2 separate regions of the Triticum aestivum genome follow, and region 2 is linked to region 1. Evidence: chromatin contacts called from public Hi-C data. All regions are on one chromosome and are shown on one strand. The core of a region is the stretch at or near the end of the contact, and the rest is flanking DNA. Distances in the headings are between cores, read along the strand shown.

Region 1 (4,300 bases), core at 1,310-3,809:
AGTGCATCTATCATAGTGAATGTATATTGTTTCGCACTTGACTCTGCAGTAGCCATCAAGTGTTCTGCTCGTTCTTCATCAATGAGTGCCCATATACATCTCGACATCGTGCATTCCAAAAGCGAGTGTCTCTAGGAATCCTCGTCACCACACACACCACAAGAGCTAATGGTAGGCATTTTCCAATGGCATTGCACGTCGTCAGTAGGAAGGGAATGTTTAGCTAATCTACACAAGAACATTCTGATTTTCCTGAAATTGTAGTCTTCCATAAAGATTTCCAGGACCCAGCCTCTTGGTTTAAATTTGATGCACCAGCACTCTCCTCTAACCAAGCTTCTCTCCTCATTTTTGTTGAGACTAACATTTTATAGACCCGGCGAGTTAAACGAAACGCACAAATACATACATTTCCAAAATAGGCGACATAGGTCCAAAGGGGGAGCAACTAACCAACGGTTGACCCTTAGGAGTCTCCCGCAAGGGTCACTTTTTTGGCCTCATTGTGCGCCATGTGGTGCGTCCATCAGCCGCCACATGTCGTGTGTTGGGCCCTTATTTTGGATTTTGTTATTTTTTATTGCTGCATGTGTTTTCTGATTTTAGATGGTTCTTTCCCTATTTTTTCAGCCTTTTTGGTTTTCTCTTGGTTTTTTCCATGTTCTGTAGATTTTTTTGTTAAGTATAGTTGTGCTTCAAACAAAAATATGCTTCCACAGGAGGCACATATTTGCTTCCGCGACAAGTTGACAAGCACAATTGTGCTTTCATGAGAAGCACACAGATTTGCTTCTCGAAAAAAAAATCTTTGCTTCCACAAGAAGCACATATTTTCTTCCACCGGAAGAACAGTTGTAATTTTCGAAAAAAGAAAAAATAGTTTGTGATTTCATTTTTTAAACCGTAACCTTGCATCTAGGCTCCCCTTTTTTCTTTTTCTTTTTTTGGCATTCAAATTTTTACGTGAACTGGTTTTTTCGGTTTTCATTTTTCTTTTGGATTTTGTTTTCTGGGTATTTGCTTTTTCTTAAAGAATCTGGTCGAAACCTATTGACATGAGATCTAGTTTTCAAGATCTCGACACAAGAAATCCATCAGCGAAAATGGTTTGGTATTTTGGACGCATGGTTCAAGAGATAAAAACGTTTTGAATAAACGAATGTACGAAAAAAAAGGTCTTAGATTGCAACAAGTGACACACATATAATGCATCACTTTCTTTTAGAAATTACGATGCATCATTTGTCGGCACGTCGGAAGGTGGAGAGTGACCTTTGTTCTTTTTTAAGAATTGGAAGTGACCTTTACAAGAGATTACCCTTACCTAGCATCATTTCGGGGGCACCCCTATTTCTCGCGTTATGCGAGGGGGGACTCTCGCGTAGACCGCTACATATCGGGCCGACCCACTGTAGCGAGAATTTTCGAGAAAAACCAGAGTTTGAAAAATGGAGCTCACAGAGGATCGATTCTAGGATAAAATAGTTCCTTCCGAGGGCTGCTAGCCACTGCGACAGACTTAAATTATTGTACTCTATGGAGAGCACGGCCTACTAGAAGGAAAAATGAGCTGGGTTTTTATCTTTTCCTTCATTTTTACTCGTCCAATTCAACATGTTTTTTCTGTTTTTTTTCTTTTTACTCGGTTTTCACATGCTTTCCCCCAAACAAACATAAAAAAATGTTAATTAGGTATTAAAAATGTTGAATAAGTATTAAAAAATGTTGAACGAGTATTTGCAAAACATTGAACAAGTATTTGAAAGAATTTAAACAAGTATTTGAAAAATGTTGAATAGGTATTAAAAATGTTGAAACGAATATATAAAAAATGTTGAACAATTATTTGAAAAATGTGGACCAAGTATTTGAAAAAATGTGGAATAGGTATTAGAAAATGTTGAAACGAGTATACGAAAAATGTTCAACAAGTATTTGAAAATGTTGAACAAGAATTTGAAAAATGTTGAATGAGTATTTGAAAAATGTTGAACAAGTATTATAAAATGTTGAACGAGTGTATTAAAAAAATTGAACAAGTATTTGAACAAATGTTGAATAAGTATTAAAAATGTTAAACAAGTGTTTGAAAAAAATCTTGAATAACTATTAAAATGCTGAACAAGTATTTGAAAAAGTTGAATATATGTTCGGACAATGTTGAACGTGTATACAATTTTTTTTGACATGTACAAAAATATAGAGTGAAACAAAAACAAACATAAAAAAACACAAAAGAAAAAGAAATAATGGAGAAGAAAAAAGAAAAAAACCCCAAAAAACCAAACAAAAAATGGAGAAGAACAAAGAAAAGAATGAAAAAAATGGAGAGGAAAAAGTACAAAAAACAATGAAAACAAATGGAGAAGAAAAATGAAAAAGAACATAAAATCGAAAAGAGAAAGAAAAACCGATTAACATAGAAGAAAATGAAGAAAGAAAAGAAAAATAGGGAGCACCCAGCTGTTTTATACCTCAAGTAGGACGCGCCCAGCTAGATTAACACGGGGCTTGAGTGTAGCCTAGTGGCTATGAGTGCTGCACTTTCCGTGCGTAAACGGGCCGGTGAGGGGATGGAAAAGCTTCAGCGAGCACTGCCACTTCGATGGAGGTTTTGGAAACCTTCTAAACCGGTTTTATATTTTTTTCTTTTTCTTTTTCTTTTTTACTCTTTCTGTTCTTTTTCTTCCTTTTCAGGTTCTTTTTTGTTTTCTTTTCGTTTATTTTTTCTTTTCATTCTTTTTCCTTTTCAAGTTAATTTCTGTTTTCGACAAATTTTCTGAAATTTAAAAATGTTCATATTTCTTTAAATTTGTTCATTCTGCCGGATTTTGTTCCTCTTTTCAAGTTGTGTTCCCAAATTCCAAAAAAGAAAGTATTTCAAAATTTGTTCACTTGTTTTCAGAAAATGTTAAAAAACTAAAAAGTTTAAAATTTCTGAAAATGTTCTATTTTCTTTTCCTTTTTTCTTTTTTACTCTTTCTGTTCTTTTTCTTCCTTTTCTGGTTCTTTTTTGTTTTCTTTTCGTTTCTTTTTTCTTTTCATTCTTTTTCCTTTTCAAGGTAATTTCTGTTTTTGACAAATTTTCTGAAATTTAAAAATGTTCATATTTTTTTTAAATTTGTTCATTCTGCCGGATTTTGTTCCTCTTTTCAAGTTGTGTTCCCCAATTCCAAAAAGTAAGTATTTCAGAATTTGTTCACTTCTTTTCAGAAAATGTTCGAAAAACTAAAAAGTTTAATTTTTTTTCTGAAAATGTTCTATTTTTTATTTTGTTCATAAATTCCAAAAATGTTCGCGTATTTTTCTTAAATGTTCCTGTTTTCAAAAAACAAATCAAATTCAAAAAGTGTTCATGTGTCCAAAATTTGTTCACAAATTCAAAGAATGTCAGGGAAAGTTCATAAACGTTCGTACTTAGAAAAAATGTTCGCTTTTTATAAAAAATGTTCCTGTTTCCAAAATTTGATCACAGATTCTAGAAAATCATGTTTTCATAATTTGTTCGCAAATTGAAAAAATGTTAGTGGGAATTTCATAAAATATTCGCGTTTTGAAAAAATTTATTCATAACTTCAGAATTTGTTGGAATTTTTCATTTTTTTCTGTTTATAAAAATGTTCGCATTTTGAAAAAGTTAGTTGTAATTTTGAAAAATGTTCTTGTTTTCAATTTTGTTTCTTTTTTTATAAAAAAATTCCAGATTCCCAAAAAATGTTCGAGTCCTTAAAAGTTTGTTAGCAAATTTTGAAAATGTTTGTTTTTCTAATTATATTTAGTTTTTTAAAAAAGAAAACCACATTTTTTTTAAAAAGGCCTTTTCTTTTGCCTCGTATAGTTTATGACTTTATGTTAAGTGAGGTGGCAGTTTAAACGAAACAAGTCTACGAAGACAATGGTTAGCAGCATGATTCACTCGCTTGAGGCCGTATGGTTGAACCCCCACACACATGTTGTAGGAATTTTCCGCTGGCTGTTCTTTCAATTTTTCCATTGCCGTCCAGTTCTTTAACTGTCACATTGTGTTTGACGTGCTGGTCGCAGGTTCGATTCCTACCACGGCGCTGTTTTTTGTTGTTTTTTCACGGCGCCCTACCGTAAATGGGCTTACCCAGGTTAGCTTTTCCCCTTTGCGAAGCATTAACTGTTTGCCGCAACAAGCGGCATATAGGAGGTCCCCACTTTGATCGCTTAATGCGATAAATAGCTCTCGCATCATTTTGGCTCAAAGGGTCCTTTTTTTTTTCTGAAAGGAAAGGGTCCAAGGTCGGATCGATTTCGTGGGCTATGGCCCTTAATA
Region 2 (4,300 bases), core at 828-3,327, 320 kb before region 1:
ACTTTTACGCTTCTCGTCCATTTTTCAACAAATATGAGTGGATGGTAACTTCTCGCAGTACAGATCACATTCACACAGATCTTTTTAGAGATCTTTCGGGCCAGTTCCTTTCGGGAGGGAGACCTTTCGTTTCCGCTCCGAATTGAACTGAGGCGATTGGTGTGGAGCCCAGAGCATCGATGCCCTTAATTATCTAGGTACGTGGTACGCGCTACAGTCAAAAGCTAGGTAGCGATTCGATTCCCGCGATCCGGCGCGTACGAAAATGTTGAATTGGGTGATGGAAACCGCGACGCGTGTGGGTCGCTTTCTACCCGCCGCCCATGCTTTTTCTCTACTTTGTAGGATTGCACTAACGTGTACACGGCCGGTCGATCTTGGATTTCTACTAAAGGTTGGCCGACCACGTAGAGCTAAAATACGGTTGCTCCTCCTTCTATCATCGCATGGATACACGCGCAAGATCTTGATTTGCATGTCAACAACACGATCTAGGTAAGGTCTAAGGTATGTTGTTGCTTCGTTTATTAAATTTTTGGTGTGGAAGGTTGCTTCATTTGCTATTGTTAATCAGTAAAACCACATTGCAATGTTACGCAACTTGAGCCGCAATGTTGTCAATCAATGCAGCAACCCCACAAGGAAAACGCAGCAAGAAGAACACGTAGGTGTGGCTGTGCTTGACTTGATCGGTACTCACACAAACACTCGTGAGAAATGTGCTCCGATTATCAACGCAAAGATTTGCTGTGCCTGCCTACCCTGTCTACCTGGCCTCGGCGTGACCAATTAGGTTAACCAGTCAAGCAATTAATACCGTGAGCAAGAGCAAGCAAGGTCGGTCGGTCGGTCGATCCATCTCTCGACGAACAATTTCAACGTTGCCCATGGTTCGATAGCTATGGTACGACTGCCTCCGATGGCAGACCCTGGCTGGGTTGCCGTGCGCAGATAGATCGACCGGGCCATGCACGGATGGTCAAACAACATGAAGCAAGCACGCAAACGGACCGGCTGGGCTACGGTTACGGTCAGCTTGAGGTTTACTCTTGCGCGTTCTTGACTTGTGTGAGCTCCACGCGAATAGTAGTAGGGCGCAAAATGATCTTACTACTATAACAATCTAGCTAGCTAGGTAGGCAGGTTGCTTCATTTGTTAATCAATAAATTTCGATTAGCAGTACCATGTTTACGCAACACATGTTACATTATCACAGCTGCAGTGTTGATCAACGCCGCAAGCCCCACAAAAAGAAGAAAAATGCGGCATGAAAGACGCTTGTTCAAGCAAAAAGTGCTTGGAAGAATATCAACAAAAGCAATTCTGCCTGCCTCCGTGCCTACCTGGCCGCGTGCGTGACTTTTAACCGGTCAATCAATCAGCCAATTTCAAAGCTGCCGATGGTTCGACAGGTACGGTGCGATTGCCGACGATGGCACACCGCGGCTCGCCGTACGCAGAATCGCAGGTTTATAGATCGACCGGGCACGCATGAACAGTCAAACAACAGCAGCAAGCTAGTCGTGTCTGCCTGGCGACCACAGCTTGAGGCCTTGAGCTTACTTTTGTGCGAGAAATCTATGCAGGCTGCAGTAAAAGCTCCACGTGAAATCGTACTACGGCGCAGTTGAGTTGATGATGCCTTGCCGTCAAGCTGAGGCTCAACTCTCAGTGCCCCGTCGCCGTCAGCCTCGGCTAGCAGCTGCCTAGAACAGTCGTCGGACTTGACCCGCACCCATCAGGCGTCGTCGGATGCTACGCGCAATGGAGAAATCCCCGACATGGATTTCAAGGCGCGACGGCGACGGGCCACCGGCCACCAGCCGTCCGCCGTCCGCCGTCCGGCGTCCGGCGGCGTCCACAGCACGAATTTACTGTCCGCGGTCTCTTCTCATTACTAGTACTGCCGCTGCCTTGCAGTCCAGGCGGGAGGAAGGTGCAGACGGCAGATGAAAAGTTGAGGTAACCTGATCCACCCGGAGACCCACAGGCACTGGTCGATCGGGATTCGGGAGTGTGGCACACGCGTCCCAACCTGCTTGGTCCCTCCGCCCTATAAAGCCACCCCATATGCCATCTCCGGTTCTCCACACCACCATTCAGAGGAACCACACCGACACCCCATCCACTTTATCTCAGTAGAGAGGTTTAGAAGCAGTGAAGCACAAGTGCAGCAAGAGCTGCGAGAAGGAGGAGCGGGCAGCAATGGCGAGGCACAGCCTCCTTGCCGTGCTCCTCGTCGGGCTAGTCGCGGCCTCCGGCTTCAGCCAGGCGGCCGCCGCTGGCCGTGGCCTCGCTGAGAAGCTCCCGGAGCCGGAGCCCAAGCCGACGCCGTACCCGGAGCCCAAGCCGGAACCCAAGCCAGAGCCAATGCCTAAGCCTGAACCCATGCCAAAGCCAGAGCCTAAGCCTGAACCCATGCCAAAGCCAGAGCCTAAGCCTATGCCCAAACCTGAGCCCATGCCAAAGCCAGAGCCCAAACCGGAACCGAAGCCGGAGCCGATGCCAAAGCCCGAACCAAAACCTGAGCCCAAGCCTTACCCGATGCCCAAACCTGAGCCTAAGCCTGAGCCCAAGCCCGAGCCTATGCCAAAACCTGAACCAAAGCCAGAGCCCAAGCCCGAGCCTATGCCAAAACCTGAACCAAAGCCCGAGCCCAAGCCTGAGCCTATGCCAAAACCTGAGCCTAAGCCGATGCCAAAACCCGAACCGAAGCCAGAGCCCAAGCCTGAGCCGATGCCTAAGCCAGAACCGAAGCCAGAGCCCAAGCCTGAGCCTATGCCAAAACCTGAACCAAAGCCAGAGCCCAAACTCGAGCCGATGAAGCCCGAGCCTAAGCCGGTGCCAAAACCCGAACCTAAGCCAGATCCCAAGCCTGAGCCGATGCCAAAACCGGAGCCAAAGCCAGAGCCCAAGCCTGAGCCGATGCCAAAACCCGAACCGAAGCCGGAGCCCAAGCCTTACCCAATGCCCAAACCTGAGCCTAAGCCTGAGCCCAAGCCTGAGCCGATGCCCAAACCAGAACCAAAGCCAGAGCCCAAACCCGAGCCGATGAAGCCAGAGCCTAAGCCAATGCCAAAGCCGGAACCGAAGCCAGAGCCCAAGCCTGAGCCGATGCCAAAGCCCGAGCCCAAGCCTATGCCGAAGCCAGAGCCCAAACCAGAGCCGATGCCAAAGCCAGAGCCTAAGCCCGAACCATTGCCTAAACCAGAGCCTAAGCCCGAACCAATGCCTAAACCAGAGCCCAAGCCTGAACCTATGCCTAAGCCGGAGCCCAAGCCTGAACCCGAACCAAAGCCAGAGCCACCTCCGAAGGGCAAGCCGCCAATGACTGACAATTGATGTGATACTCACATATGACAGCTGAAGGAGGAGATCGACCCCGTCCGGAGCCACGGTGTGCTGTTTCTAGATTCTAGAATAAGTGGCGTAGTATCCGGCTAGCGAGATAGTGATGATGCATCTTTTTGTATTCCTTCTATGTTCCGCCATTCCTTTTAGTTTCTGTTGTTCCATGCACCCGTGAGAGTATTACTACTTTGTAATTATCATTTGCGTGTTGGTATACGTTCATCTGTGCACATGACTCGTTGTTCTTTCGTGTATCTACACATGTTTTTATTCGCATGGAAAACACATTTTTGTCCAGCGGACTGCAGTCTATGTTGTTTTTCCTTGTGATTTCTTTCATGGGCGCACCCTCCATGCCCATATTCTTCCACTGGTTCGTCTTGAGAGCGTGTTTTTCAAAGATGAGCCCGTAAATGCTTGTGTGGTTTCTAGTTAAATTCACCAGCCAGCAACAGGTGATGGCAAAAAATGTGCAAAGTTCACCTAAAAAAAGAGAGATGTGACAAATTCCCCAAGAATCCTATCTTTGTCCTCAGTAAGCACTGTATTTTCAGGATTCTAATGTGTGCACCCACCAGCAAACCTCCCAGCTAACATCTACAGCATGCCCAACGCCATACAAAATCCCGCTTTCCACACCGATTATCTTCTTTTTTCTCAAAAAATACTAAAATATATCTGCGGTTCCATACGATCCCCTTCCTAGATGACTTTTTTTTCTGTTATCCATTTTTTTCTAGCCAGTACAGTACTGCTTAGATTTCACCTTGACGAGCGCATTTTTCAGAGTGATTCACGCACACGATATATAACCACAATGGTTCACGGATACGATATATAACCACAATGTACAGATAGCCATGTTTACACGGTCTACAATATAGCACATGAGATCGGTACTCTTGGACGGTTCAACACAAAACAGAGTCTTAAGCAACGAAACAGAGT

The links. A called contact is a pair of places that touch in the nucleus more often than the background predicts.
Region 2: a Hi-C map of leaf shows a contact between it and region 1, with 5 times the contacts expected there. The contact joins the promoter of LOC100415857 here to the enhancer-like site in region 1. A contact is called at or near these places in 2 of 5 Hi-C or Micro-C datasets (both in leaf).

Annotation. Positions count from the first base shown.
Region 1 is chr2B:111,862,875-111,867,174 of IWGSC CS RefSeq v2.1, reverse strand. No RefSeq gene overlaps it. Among protein-coding and RNA genes, the nearest start is that of LOC123043781, 26 kb to the right of the region's middle. Within about 2 kb of position 2,559, at least 1 of the 8 cell types and tissues checked has an H3K27ac peak or open chromatin away from gene starts, as enhancers often do. A contact at or near this core is called in leaf, where this site is marked.
Region 2 is chr2B:112,187,153-112,191,452 of IWGSC CS RefSeq v2.1, reverse strand. It overlaps LOC100415857 (vegetative cell wall protein gp1), which reads left to right and starts at 2,077. Exons shown (of 1, transcript XM_044466362.1): 1 at 2,077-3,649. The coding sequence starts at 2,207. The coding sequence ends at 3,343. It overlaps LOC123043783 (serine/threonine-protein phosphatase 6 regulatory ankyrin repeat subunit B), which reads right to left. Exons shown (of 11, transcript XM_044466361.1): 11 at 4,162-4,300.